3 separate regions of the Sus scrofa genome follow, and regions 2 and 3 are each linked to region 1. A link is a contact called in public Hi-C and promoter capture Hi-C data. All regions are on one chromosome and are shown on one strand. The core of a region is the stretch at or near the end of the contact, and the rest is flanking DNA. Distances in the headings are between cores, read along the strand shown.

Region 1 (4,136 bases), core at 1,103-3,602:
TACATAATAAATATAATAATATATAAACTACAATAGTTAACATTAATTGATGGCTTACACTCTACCAGGTGCTATTCTAAGCACTTGACATCTATTACTTCACGCAGACCTCATAATAACCCCTAGTAGAGAGAACTGAGGCTTAAAAAGTTTAAGTGGCCCACCCAACCTCTGAGAGGCAAAATGATCACAGATCAGTCAGTCTGAGTCTCCACAGTGAGAAAAATAATGGGGGGAGTTCTCTTGGGGTGCAGCAGGTTGAAAAAAAAAGGAAGAGGGGAAAAAAAAGGAAAAATAATTTGGTAGGGTAAGGTGGTAGGGAAAAGAGGTTTCTTTATTTTACCCTGGAAAGATTATATATTTCATTTTTTTTTTCTTTTTTGGCACGTGGATGTTTTCAGGCCAGGGATTAAATTTGTACCATGGGAGTTCCCTTCCTGGCACAGTGGAAACGAATCCGACTAGAATCCATGAGGATGCAGGTTTGATCCCTGGCTTTGCTGGGAGGGCATGGATCCTGCCCTTGGGAGATTGGTTGGCATTACTACACTTTTTGCAAAGTATAAAGACACCTGGTGGCCAATGATTTTTATATGATATGCGAATCAGTAGTATCAATGAAATGAAGAGGCAAAAGTAGAAGCAGGGCTAAGAAATTTGGCCTGATTAGGAATTATGGAGAGTGTCGCTGTGGGGGAGGATGGGTTTTTAAGAAGTAAGATCTGGCATCCTTTGAAGGATGGGTTTGAGTAGGGTGGGAGTAGAGGTAGAACATTTAGGGAAATCCAGAACTGAATGAAAATGATGTGAGAGAGGCAAATAGGCATAACAAATTGAATCAATACACACTAGAACAAACATAGTCTCTGGGGAATTATAATTCATTATTATTAATAATAATAACAACAAAATTATCCAGATCTGTTGAAGTTTAACAAGTAGGAACTGCATTACCACAACCCCTACCCTTGAAATTAAAATCTGGGAATGGAGCTCCAGAAAAGCAAAGTAAGGACAGCGGGAAAATCTGTCCTAGCAAGATCTGAAAACAAGCTGAGGTAAAATTCTCAGGCAACAGGGCTAGATGACAAGTCCCAGGCAATGGCTAGGAATGGAGAGCTGCTTCTTGAACAGACTATAGACCTAGGCTTTAGAGGGAGACGGTACATCCCTTGAGTGTTACGGATCATGCTATCACTAAAGAAATTGGTGAAAACATGACCGTATCAATTGCTGATATGGGGCTGTTTGACTGTCAATGGTTGAAGGGGAAAGATAAAGAAGTTTCCAGAAGCCCTCTCAGACGCCCTCTTAAGACTTGTGTACGTGTGTAAAAGACTCCTTTAAAAAAATGACGAAATGTTATGAATCCTCTTCTCAAAAAATACACAACTAACACATACAAAATACTTTCCATAATTTTAGAGGGGCCATGAGCTTCTGAAACGCATCCTTGGACTCCAAGATAAGTATTGTTCTCAACTGTCTTTTCTCCCAAGAGGCAGCCCAACTCTCAGTCTTATTTTAGAACATAGTAAATTTAGTAGACCGGAAGCAGCTTCTGGAAGCAGGTGGACTTGGGAGATTAGTAGGCATTACTGCCCTTTTTGCAAAGTATCAAGACAAGGACATTTCGATGGAAGATGCCACATTCTGTATCTTTCAGGAGGCAGTTAAGGTCATTACAAATAATGGTTTCTGACTACAGCTACAGCTGAATCATTCAGCAAATATTTACTGGGCGCCTGATATGTACAGGCACTGTGCCAGGGACTGAACTCACCCAGATAAAAAAGACACCATTTGTGTCCTTGATGAGACATTCACAAGTAAAAGTGTGAATGTAGTTATTGGTGGCCTTAAAATAAAGGTCACCTAAGTTTGAGAGGCACTCTGGGGAGACAGAAAGGACTCTGAGGCGGTAATTTGATTTTTGGTTTCACCGCATTCCAGACTCGTGAGTTTAGCAAGTCACTCAAACTCAAATTGCTTCATCTATCAGATGGCATAAACAGATAGGCTAGAATTACTGCAAACCTTCAAAAAGAGAGCCTTTATGAAAATGAACATAGACAAAAAAACGCAACTTCGAGGCTCATTGAAAGTGATACTTGGGAGGGTTGCTCCTAGAAGGAAGAGCACGGTTCTCCCCAGGATTATGTCTATAAAGTCACCGTAACGCCCTCCCAACGCGGTCAGAATCCGCTCAATAAACCTTCCGGGACGGATCAAGTTCCGCTTCCGCAGGTTTTTGCTGTAGGCGTAAGCGCAGGACGCCCGACGCAGCGCAGCGTCGGTCCTTCCCTTTGCGCAAGCTCGCGAGGAGAGGCGGAGAGCGGAAGGGCGGGGGCGTGGCTAGGCGCCGGGCACTGCTGGCTCGCTCTCTCCGCAGCCCGGCGCAGGTGGCGGGAGCGCGCGCGCGCTCGCTCGCGCGGCCGGCTGCGTACAGTAGTGACGGCCGCGCGGGAGCGGTCACATGACCGTAGCGGCTGCCTGTACAGTAAGGACCCAATATGGCAGCGGCGGTAGCAGTGGCAACGGCAGCAGGAGGACCGGCCGCTTCATAGATTTCCCCCCCCCACCCCCACCCCGCGCACCACCGCCGCCGCTTCCTCTGCTTGGGTGCTCCTCTGGCCTGACTTCCCCTTTCTCCCACCTTTCCCGGCACCGCGGGAAAAACAGCGCAGGGCAGAGCAGGCAGGGAGGGCGGCTGGAGCCCGGACACGGGAGCCTCCCAGTCAGTTCAAGACCCGACATGAGGGAAAAGGGCCGTAGGAAGAAGGGCAGGACCTGGGCGGAGGCCGCCAAGACGGTAAGGAGGAGGGAGCGGAGTGGAAAGCCAGGAGGTTTTCGTTCCTTCTCCGCCCACCGGTCGCAGGGGAAGCGGCGCGGGGTGGGGGGGTCAATGGTCCTGCCACTCGACTGAGGGGGCAAAAAACCGCGCGGCGAGGGCGGCGGTTAGTGTCGGGTTTGTGGTCCCTGTGGGAATGGAGGCGCCAGCGGAAGAGGGTCGCCACGGGGCTGTGGCTTCTCCCTGCTCTGCGACGAATCCTCTTGGTGTTTTGAAGCTGCTCTCTGGGTCGCGACGCTCTCACCCCGACTCCGTGGTAGCCCCCGCCCCGGCATGGGGAAGTCTGTTGTGCTTGCACAGTAACCGGTTCTTCTCCCTTTTGCGGCTGAAGAGCCCCCATTGGATGCAGATAGGAGAAGGCTTGTGCGTGCACCCAGCCCCGGAAAGAAGAGGGGAGCGCTGGCGCTGGGTAGAACCCACCCGCTGTAGCAGATCTGCCGCCTGACCCCGGGCCCCTTGCTTGTCTGGGCTCCCGGATCCGGCCGGAGGTCACGAGGCTCTTGTTTTATGTTTGCTGTTGCAGCTGAAAGTGCTGGAGGTGTTTAGAAACGAAGTAACAGGTGGGACTTGTAGAATTTTTTTTTTTTTTTTTTTTCTGTTTCCGTAGAGACCTACTCTGAACAAGGCAGCAAAGCATGGTGGGACGTGTAGTTTACTGAGCCTTGACTTTTCCGTAGCTAAAGCGATGGCCTCACGAAGTTGTAGTGGATAAAACCATCCTTCTTTCCCCCTTTTCTAAATTTATTATTGTGAAGTTTAGAAGTAGGTTTTAAAAAATAGAATATTGAGGATGAGTGAGAAGTTTTGTTTCATGAAAAAATTTAAAAGCGTGCATGTATGTAGAAATGAAACGTTTAGAGAAAGTCAGGTTCATTCCATCTTTGAGAGTGCAGCAGAGAAGTTGTGGGACACAAAACAGCATTTAGAGTTGGAAGTGAGAATGAGTGGAAGCATAATCTTAATGGTGAATGATGTCAATACTTGTACAACGTGGAGCACTCTTCTAAGTGAAGAGTTGTGTGGTTTATTTTTTAAAGGGGAGTTTAAATAAAAGTAATATATGTTAATTGTGGGAAAATATATGTTAAAGCTCTAGGATTTTAGTATCAAGAAGGAAATAAATCGTGTGTTTCATCCGTCAGAGCCCTGAATTTGAATTTATTTCCCGAAATCTGGGTCCTACTTGTGCTTTTTTTTTTTTTTTTTGTCTTTTTGTCTTTTTGCTATTTCTTGGGCCACTCCCGAGGCATATGGAGGTTCCCAGGCTAGGGGTCTAATCGGAGCT
Region 2 (4,136 bases), core at 468-2,967, 370 kb before region 1:
ATACCATAGTGACTTCCTTCCAGAGAGTAACTTTATAGGGAGAAAGCTGACAAAACACTGCTTATCACTGTTGATCGGTGATAAGCAGTGTTGATGGAACTTACACTTCCGTATGCTGCAATGAGAAAGGCACTTCATACCTGTGGTCTTCCCCCGCAAAACCCACAACCTTTGTCTAATGCTGATTTGAAAAATATCAAACCCCAACTGAGGGACATTCTACAAATACCTAACCAGAATGCCTCAAAACGATCAAGAGTATCAAAAACAAGACAAGAGCCTTGTCATAGTCGAGAGGAGCCTGTGGAGACATGAAGACTAAATGTGCCTGTGGTATTCTGGATGAGATCCCAGGACAGAAAAAGAACATTAGGTGAAAACCAAGGAGATCTGAGTAAAGGATGGACTTCAGTTCATAATAATGTGTAAATATTGGCTCATTAATATAAGAACATATACGAACATATACAAACACACCATACGAATGTCAGACGTTAATAGCAGGGAACACCCGGTGTGGAATACGTGGGAACTCTGTATGGACTAGCTCCACAATTTTTTCTGAAAATCTATTCTAAAATATTCTAGAACTATTCTAAAATTAAAAGATGAAAATAAAAAAAATTTTTTAATTTAAAAAAAGATGAAAATAAAGTATAGGTGCAGGGAGAGGTAATGGAGCCACCTTTCCAGTTTCGGCTGAAAATGACACAACATACAGGACCTGATTTTTCACCGCTTGGTGAATCGGTGAGTGAAAGCGACATAGGTAGCAAGGATGAAAGGCTACTGCTCGGATTTCAGGCTTAGACAACTGACTAGATGGATAGTGGAGTCATTCACTGATACAGGTGCGGTGGAGGAGAACCGCATTTACTGGAGGCCCATTATGGACGAGGCGCTTCTCGAATTCTCGAAATCATTTTGCACCGTACAGACTGTGACTTGGCCCAGAGCCAAATCAAGAAATGCAATGTGGGCATCAGGTTTGGTAGCAGGTTTCTATGTACTCCAAAGCCCGCGCTCTTTCCACTACACAGTTCCAGTTCCTGCCCCCGTGCCCGTTTACTTCACTGGCCGCCCCGGCGCCTCGCTACTGGGAGTGGAAGAGAGCGCATCAGCAGTATGGCCCCAGCAGTCACTCCCCCTCCCCGGGCCGCGTCTGCCAAAAGATTCTCTCCATCCCCTAAGTTGTAGGCAAAAAAGGATGTAGAAACTTCATGAAAATGAAGGCAATTAAGACGCCGCAGAAGAGATCTGCATCACCTCTCAGAGGACTAAAAATAATAACAACGAAGTGAAGCAGCAAAGGGAATTCTCACGCTCCACTCTCGCCGAGTGGTCTCCTAAGGAAAAGGCAATCCCCCGGGAGGGTGCCGAGTCAGATGGCGGGCCTGGGGTGCTCCCACGCACCCCGACCCCAAAGCCTTAGCACTCGGGAGGACCCCCGGAGAAACTCCCGCCAGCCTGCCCGGAGCCACGCGGCACAAGGTGACACGGACCGCACCGGCCCCTCAGGCGCCTAGAAGAGGCCGGGACGAGCAAAAAGAGGGGCGTCCGCGGGGCCCGCTCTACCTTGTACTTATCAAAGCCAGCCAGCTGCTCCGGGCTCACGTATTCGTAACCAGCCATGACGACCCGAACACCGAGCGCCCACTCGGCAGCGACTCTCTGCGACAGCGTAGGGAAGTACGAGCACCACACCGGCTGAACAAGACTGGAAGGACCTGGGCTGGCAAAGGAGCTGGGAGAGCAGAGCTCCGCCCAGCGCGCAAGCGTAGCCGCCCCGGCCACTTCCGCCGGCCCCCAGCGCGCAAGCGCAGCCTCCACTTCTCCCCGCCTACCGAGGGAGGGTCGCGAGCCCGCTCACGCGGTCCCCCTCTGCACGCAGTCACAGTCCAATCAGCGTGGACCGCCAACCACCAAGTCCCGCCTTCTGGGTCTCCTCGTCGCTTCATTCGCTAGCGTCAAAATTGGTGAGTTGAGGTAAGGCAAGAGGGGAGGTGAAAGGTCAGTTTCCCAGGAGACCTTGCTCTTCGCCCCTGGGTAGTGTCAGCGATTAGGTGGCAACTGTGCCTGGTTGGAGACTTGGGGATACCATTTTATTCTGGGGGCGGGGAGTGGGGGGTGGGGGTGGCGGGTAGGGTTGCATGCGAACCAGTTCGGCAGGAGCTCAGTTCCATCAAGCAGTAAAGTAAAAGCGGAAAAAGGGTCTGTGCCCAGTCAGCTTCGAGCTCCTGGCACGGTGTGCTGCACCCAGTAGGAGCTTTGCGAACCTGATTTTTCTGTAGGAAAGCCATTGGGAGGCTCCATGGGAGGCTTTGTGCAGTTGGTAAAGGGGCGTGAAAAGGCTTTGGAGACAAGCCCTTTGGGTCAGCGTTCTTTGTGAACCTTGGACCGCCGCGCCACATTCCATTCTATCACTCTGTTCCAAATGAGCATTGCTCATGCCTCCCGACAAGATAAAAGCACTGATCTCTGAATCTTTCGACTTTCTGTCTTCTCAGAGAGTCGCTGCCGAGTACGTTTACCTAAGTGGAGCCGATTGTATAAAGAACACTAGATAGATGGCTAGTATGTGTCAGTCTAATAATAAAATTTAATAATGGTAGTAGTTCCTACCATTTATTGATTGTCTTCGATGTGGGGGATTTTGCATAGCTTATCACCAACCCCTATAACACTGAGGTGGGAGGCATTTTCCCCATTTTGCAGATCAGGAAGTCAAAATTCAGAATATCTAAAGTGCCCAGGATCACTTAATTACACAGCTCTGAAATAGTCAACCCAACAGGAAATGAGGTCTTAAGTATTGAAAGCCACCACCTACAAAAGCCTCTCAATCCGTCTGGGACTCTGAGAAAGGATCACTTTGAGATCTCATGTTTTTAACATTCATTCATTTAACATATTAATTGGGGGCTCAATATATATATATATATATCAAGTATATTAAAGTTTAAGATTCTTATGAGGTAATAGATACAAAGCATCTGTCATACTTGGTACTTAGATGATCAAAAAACTTGGGTCTTATCTTCACTTGCCCTAAGGGAAGGATTTGTATCTTAGGTACTTAATTTTCCCCACGTCCCATAGCCCAGCGCTTGCAAATATGTGGTCAATGCATTTTGTTGACTAAATGAGCAAAGAGTTCATATGCTGTGAAGTGCCCAGCTTTGAAAAGGACATTGGAAATGTGAATCTCCCTTTAATTTTTTTTTTTTTTTTGTCTTTTTGCCATTTCTTGGGCGGCTCCCGCGGCATATGGAGGTTCCCAGGCTAGGGGTCAATCAGAGCTATGGCCACCGGCCTGCGCCAGAGCCACAGCAACACAGGATCGAGCCGCGTCTGCAACCTACACCTCAGCTCACGGCAACGCCGGATCATCAACCCACTGAGCAAGGCCAGGGATCGAGCCCGCAACCTCATGGTTCCTAGTCAGATTCGTTAACCACTGAGCCACGACGGGAACTCCGAATCTCCCTTTAATTTAAGAAGGAAATTGGTACCGATGAAAGGAAAACTATGAAACCACTTCCTTGGGCACAAAAGTATTTCCTTTGTACTGGTACTGTATTTAAATCCCTTCTGATAAGAAAACTGAATTGAGGGAGTTCCCATTGTGGCACAGTGGCAACAAATCTGACTAGTATCCATGAGGATCCAGTTCAATCCCTGGCTTTGCTCGGTGGGTTAAGGATTCAGCGTTGCCAAGAGCTGTGGTGTAGGTTGGAGACGCAGCTCAGATCTGGCATCGCTCTGGCTGTGGCTTAGGCTGGCAGCTGCATCTCCCATTCAACCACTAGCCTGGGAATTTCCATATGCCACAGGTGAGGCCCTAAAAAGACAGAAAAAAAAAAGACATTTCTGATTTTGTGACATTTTTTCCTACCTCTCTGACATTTTTTTCAAAAGCAATGTTTTTAAAAGAGCAGCTTTTAATTTTGTGAAAGCAGTTACAATTTGCTGCCTCTCTTCTGCAGAAGGTTGTAACAAGTTTAAATCAACTATGAGTCAGTCAGAATTTCTAAACCGAAACAAAACACAGAACTTTGTTTATACTTTGACATCTGTCACATATTGGCTGTGTGATCCTAGACAACTTACTTCACCTAACTTTATTCTCTTTTTTA
Region 3 (4,136 bases), core at 1,131-3,630, 290 kb before region 1:
TAATTAATAAAAAGTAGAGCGAGGTTTCAAAAGAAAGAACTAAGCAAAATAGCCTGCGGGAGAGTTGACTTAGTTACTGCCATTTGCTTTAAGCTTTAGGAAATATATTTTGACTCAAGTATTTGGAGAGCATGCCAGGCTTGAGTAGGTTGTGAAACTATGGAAAGATCCATGAGGTAAACAAGTAATGAAAGCAAGATGGACTGGCTCTAACAGCTCATTAAGACACAATCTACCATGTCCTTAAGAGCACACACACTAAAGGCAGACCATCTAATCCAAATCCTGGCTCTACCCTAGTTGTTATGACCTTAAACAAGTAACTCAACTTGCAAAAAGGATTCTTGATGACCTCCAAAGGCCATTTTCTTTCTCGGTTTTAAGAGTAAAATGTAGATAATTCATCGGTAAGATACACCTATAAACTGTAGATAATTAAAGTGCCTACAACTCATAGGGTTGTCATGAAGAATAACTAAATCAATAAATACATAAAGCACTCGGTACAGTGCCTGATGCACAGTACGGGTTATACACGCGTTTGCTATTAACATTAGTGGGCGATGGTATAAACACACTGAGTTCCTCTTTCTGTAAACCACAGTGAGAAGGAGCTGTTTCTGCCCTTGATGGAGCTTAGGCTCTTGTTGAGAATACAGGGAACCAAAATTCAAGAGCCAAAAGAGTGATCTAAATCAGGCGCTGGCAAACTACAACCCCAGGGCCTCTAGCTAATAACCGTTTCTACAATTTTAAAGAGTTGGCGAGCAAAACAAATGAAAGAATATATGACAGAGATGGATGTGGATTGTAAAGCCTAAACTATTTACTCTCTGGCCCTTTACAGAAAAAAGTTTGCCACTGCTGATCTAAACAATAAATGCTACACTAAATTAGAGGCCGCAAGAGCATTATGAGGGAGGAGGCAGCTTTGAACTGTAAAAGCCTTATGAGTTGGAGGGCTTTGGGAGGTCATCAAGAATTCCTTTTACTAATTAAGAGATCACTGGTCATCCAGTTTCTGCTTAACATGATCACAGTGATGGAGGACTCACTATATGACTTGAGCTTTAAACAGAAACCTTTTCTTCTTTCTTTCCATACTCCTCATTTCAGTCTCAACTTCCTTGCCATTTCCCCCGGCCTCTTCTCTGCCTCTTGAACAGTCAATCTGGTGAGCGGTGAGACTCAAATTTATGTCTCATTCTTGGCTTTGCCAGCTACCAGAAAGTTGACATAATCTCTGAGCCCCTAAACTCCACTTACAAAATGCAAACTACAATTTTGGGATATGAAGATTCAATGAGATGGCAGCGAAAGGGCCTACGAGGTCCCCTTTTTTGGAATCAATCGCCGGATTCCAGGACTCCAGACTATTTTTCCAGCACAAAAACAGCAATCATGCACTGCAGAGTTCTTGACTAGAAGTTAGTAAATGTAGGCTCTAGTCCTATTTCTACCAACTGTAGCCACTCTGATTCATGGGCTTCACCGATAGAGTGAAGGGGATAAATGACTAGATGATCTTCAGGTCCCTTCTGGATGAGAAAATAATCTTGAGCACTGGATCTCAGAGCAGGGCACGGCAATGTCTCAGCTCCTCCCAACTTGAGTCCCCAAAAGCCATGAGACAGAGTCCCACTCCCAGCAGCATAAAAGAGGTATCCTCTGGCTCCAGCCGAATCTCTGTAGTCGACCTGACTACAGGCAAAGCGCATGAAACAACAGTGGAACACGGGCCAGCGTTTTAAACTAACACGCACACAAATCAACAGTTTGTTAACTTGTGATGACAAATTAAACGAGCCAGGGGACACCGCTGCTCAGAGCTACGACAACGCGAAGCCAAATTACTGACGAAACTGCACCGGTACGGGAGACTCCACTGAGACGCTTCCTTCCGTCCCCTCGAACTCCACTCCCCCATGGAGGAGGCGGCCGCGGGCCCTGGGGTAGAAGGTGGGAAAGGAAGCGCGGACGGAGCCGGGGGGCAAGGCCAGGCGGAGAGCCGAGCGCACGCTCCTTCTCACCTTAGTTCGCGTCGCTCAGGCACCTGCTTCGGGAAAGCTTCGGACTCAAGTGACAGGACCCGTCGGGGACCAAAAGACAGGTCCTGCCTAGGAAGGACCCCTCACCCGGCCCGCTGGCTCCGCGAGCCACGCCGGCCTCCCGGGCTGCCCTCCGGCTGCCTGACTGAAAAAAATGTAACTCTGCCCCCTCCTCCCAGGGTCTTCTTCCTTCCGGCGGAGAAAGTGTCCTTTTCGTCCCGTTAGCCGGAAGCCAAGGGCAAGGTTAAGGGGCCAGCGGCAATTCGTCACCGGGGTTTCAGTCAGGCAGTACGTCGGACGCCTGGCCAGGGGCAGCCGGCGGGAAGAAAAGTCCTCTGGCTGCCACCAGCTCCAGCAACTTTCCAGTTTCGTCCTCTCCTGCTCAAGATGGTCGCCTCCCGGGCAATAGGCAGCCTCCGTCGCTTCACTGCCTCCCAGACGCTCCGCTGCCCAGGTGAGGCCTGCTTGAGGGCAACCTACGGTCCTGGCCAGAGACCTGGACTTTATCGCCGCAGCGCTGCCTGCATCTCCTGGCTCAGGAAGCCAGCGTTGGATGAGGGAGAGGGTTGCTGCTGTGGGACCCAGTGTCTTGTTGTTTACTGGCGCAGGGACTGATATTTTCTCTCAAGTCCTGCGGCGATTTCAGACTCCGTAACCGCTGACGTTTCTGAGTTCCATCCACTGGGTCTGGCATCTTCCGCAGGTCTCCCCGTATTTCCCTTCATGATGGCCTTGAACCTGTCCCTACTAGATGGAGAGGTCCAGGACGACTAGGACAGCCTAGTCTGTCACATCTTTGTGGCTCCACAGCACCTTGCCTGTAAAAGGAGGTATCTTAAAACCTTCTTGTATGAAATTAACCAGCCTTTCAAATTACTGCCACTTCCACACCCTTTCCCTCAAAACCTTTTTTTGTACCTATTACCACACTTTAATAGGAAACTCACCTGTTGCAGTTCCATAATCCCAGTAGGAACCCAGTATAATGCGTTGACTTTCTCAGGGGAGGTCCTGCAACTTGCAAGGAGAAAACTTTTTTTTTTTTTTAAACATGAAGATACTTAAGGAACAAAATGTTAGATAATTTTAACAACTATTTCTACCCTAGTTTCTAACAATACCCAGGTAGCTTTCATTAGCTATATTGTCTTTTTCTCTTCAAACTGGCAAGAGAAAGAATTAAAGTGGATGATTGTGGAAAATCAAGCATTTTCCTTCCACCTCAAATCTTTAAGGTGAAATGTGATTTTTTTTATTGCATGTTGTATTTAACTCTGCTTACTTAACTAGTAATTTCATTTATAATATGCCTTCCTCCTTCTGAACCACTAGGGTAGTACTGTATGCTGTTTTAGTGCCTGGAATCTCCCTTTACTGTAAGGGATTGATTAAATGATTGACTCTTTTCTGCTTTCTTATTTCAACCACTGTTTTTAGGCTCCACAGGACTCTGTGTGTGTGTGTGTGTGTGTGTGTGACTCCCACTCATAATATTACAAGAAGGTGAAATGTTAAGAGTGGGGAAAGGGATTAAGGAAAAAGAATCACCCATTCTCTTACTACTCACATACCTACTGTTAGCATTTGGTCATGTTACCTGACAGTTTGATTTGTCTGTTTTCCACATTTTTGATTTAACATTTTAAAAATATCAAATATATATTTTTGAACTTTCCCATCCATTGCTCTTAAGGTAATTCAGTTAAAAGCATTAAATTTGGAGTTTGACTTGTGGGTTTGAATCTGGCTTTGTCTTTTACCCTCTCTGGTGACCTTACCCCTGATGACCTTGGACAATTAATGTATATTTCTGTTTTCTCCTTTGTGAAATGAGGAATAATACCACCTTTTGAGCTTTAAAAGAATTGTTTTAAGTGTAAAACAGCTTTTCTATGAAGTAAGTGCTATTATTAATGTTAATAAGCATTAGCTATTATTAACACTTTTTTGCCCTGAAGAACTGTGATTTATGTATATCTGATAATTTTTAAAGTAATGTTTGTTTTACATGTGTAGTAAAAAGTTACAAGCTTGGTTCTTCTATATTTTTTTTGTGTAGAAGTATATATACATACACATGTGTATATA

Evidence for each region. Promoter capture Hi-C pulls out the DNA fragments that hold promoters and counts their contacts. A called contact is a pair of places that touch in the nucleus more often than the background predicts.
Region 2: a Hi-C map of liver shows a contact between it and region 1, with 4 times the contacts expected there. The contact joins the promoter of SELENOI here to the promoter of ASXL2 in region 1. A contact is called at or near these places in 2 of 47 Hi-C or Micro-C datasets (heart right ventricle and liver).
Region 3: a promoter capture Hi-C map of fetal liver shows a contact between it and region 1, with 2.6 times the contacts expected there. The contact joins the promoter of HADHA here to the promoter of ASXL2 in region 1. A contact is called at or near these places in 2 of 5 promoter capture datasets (fetal liver and liver), 1 of 47 Hi-C or Micro-C datasets (heart right ventricle) and 1 of 2 datasets of contacts at active chromatin or transcription factors (alveolar macrophages).

The regions. Positions count from the first base shown.
Region 1 is chr3:113,042,436-113,046,571 of Sscrofa11.1, forward strand. ASXL2 (putative Polycomb group protein ASXL2) reads left to right here and starts at 2,353. Exons shown (of 13, transcript XM_021087739.1): 1 at 2,353-2,812. The coding sequence starts at 2,477.
Region 2 is chr3:112,669,367-112,673,502 of Sscrofa11.1, forward strand. It overlaps SELENOI (ethanolaminephosphotransferase 1 (CDP-ethanolamine-specific)), which reads right to left and starts at 1,718. Exons shown (of 10, transcript NM_001244662.1): 1 at 1,576-1,718. The coding sequence starts at 1,632.
Region 3 is chr3:112,750,963-112,755,098 of Sscrofa11.1, forward strand. HADHA (hydroxyacyl-CoA dehydrogenase/3-ketoacyl-CoA thiolase/enoyl-CoA hydratase (trifunctional protein), alpha subunit) reads left to right here and starts at 2,381. Exons shown (of 20, transcript NM_213962.2): 1 at 2,381-2,502. The coding sequence starts at 2,436. It overlaps HADHB (hydroxyacyl-CoA dehydrogenase/3-ketoacyl-CoA thiolase/enoyl-CoA hydratase (trifunctional protein), beta subunit), which reads right to left and starts at 2,159. Exons shown (of 16, transcript NM_001348972.1): 1 at 2,031-2,159.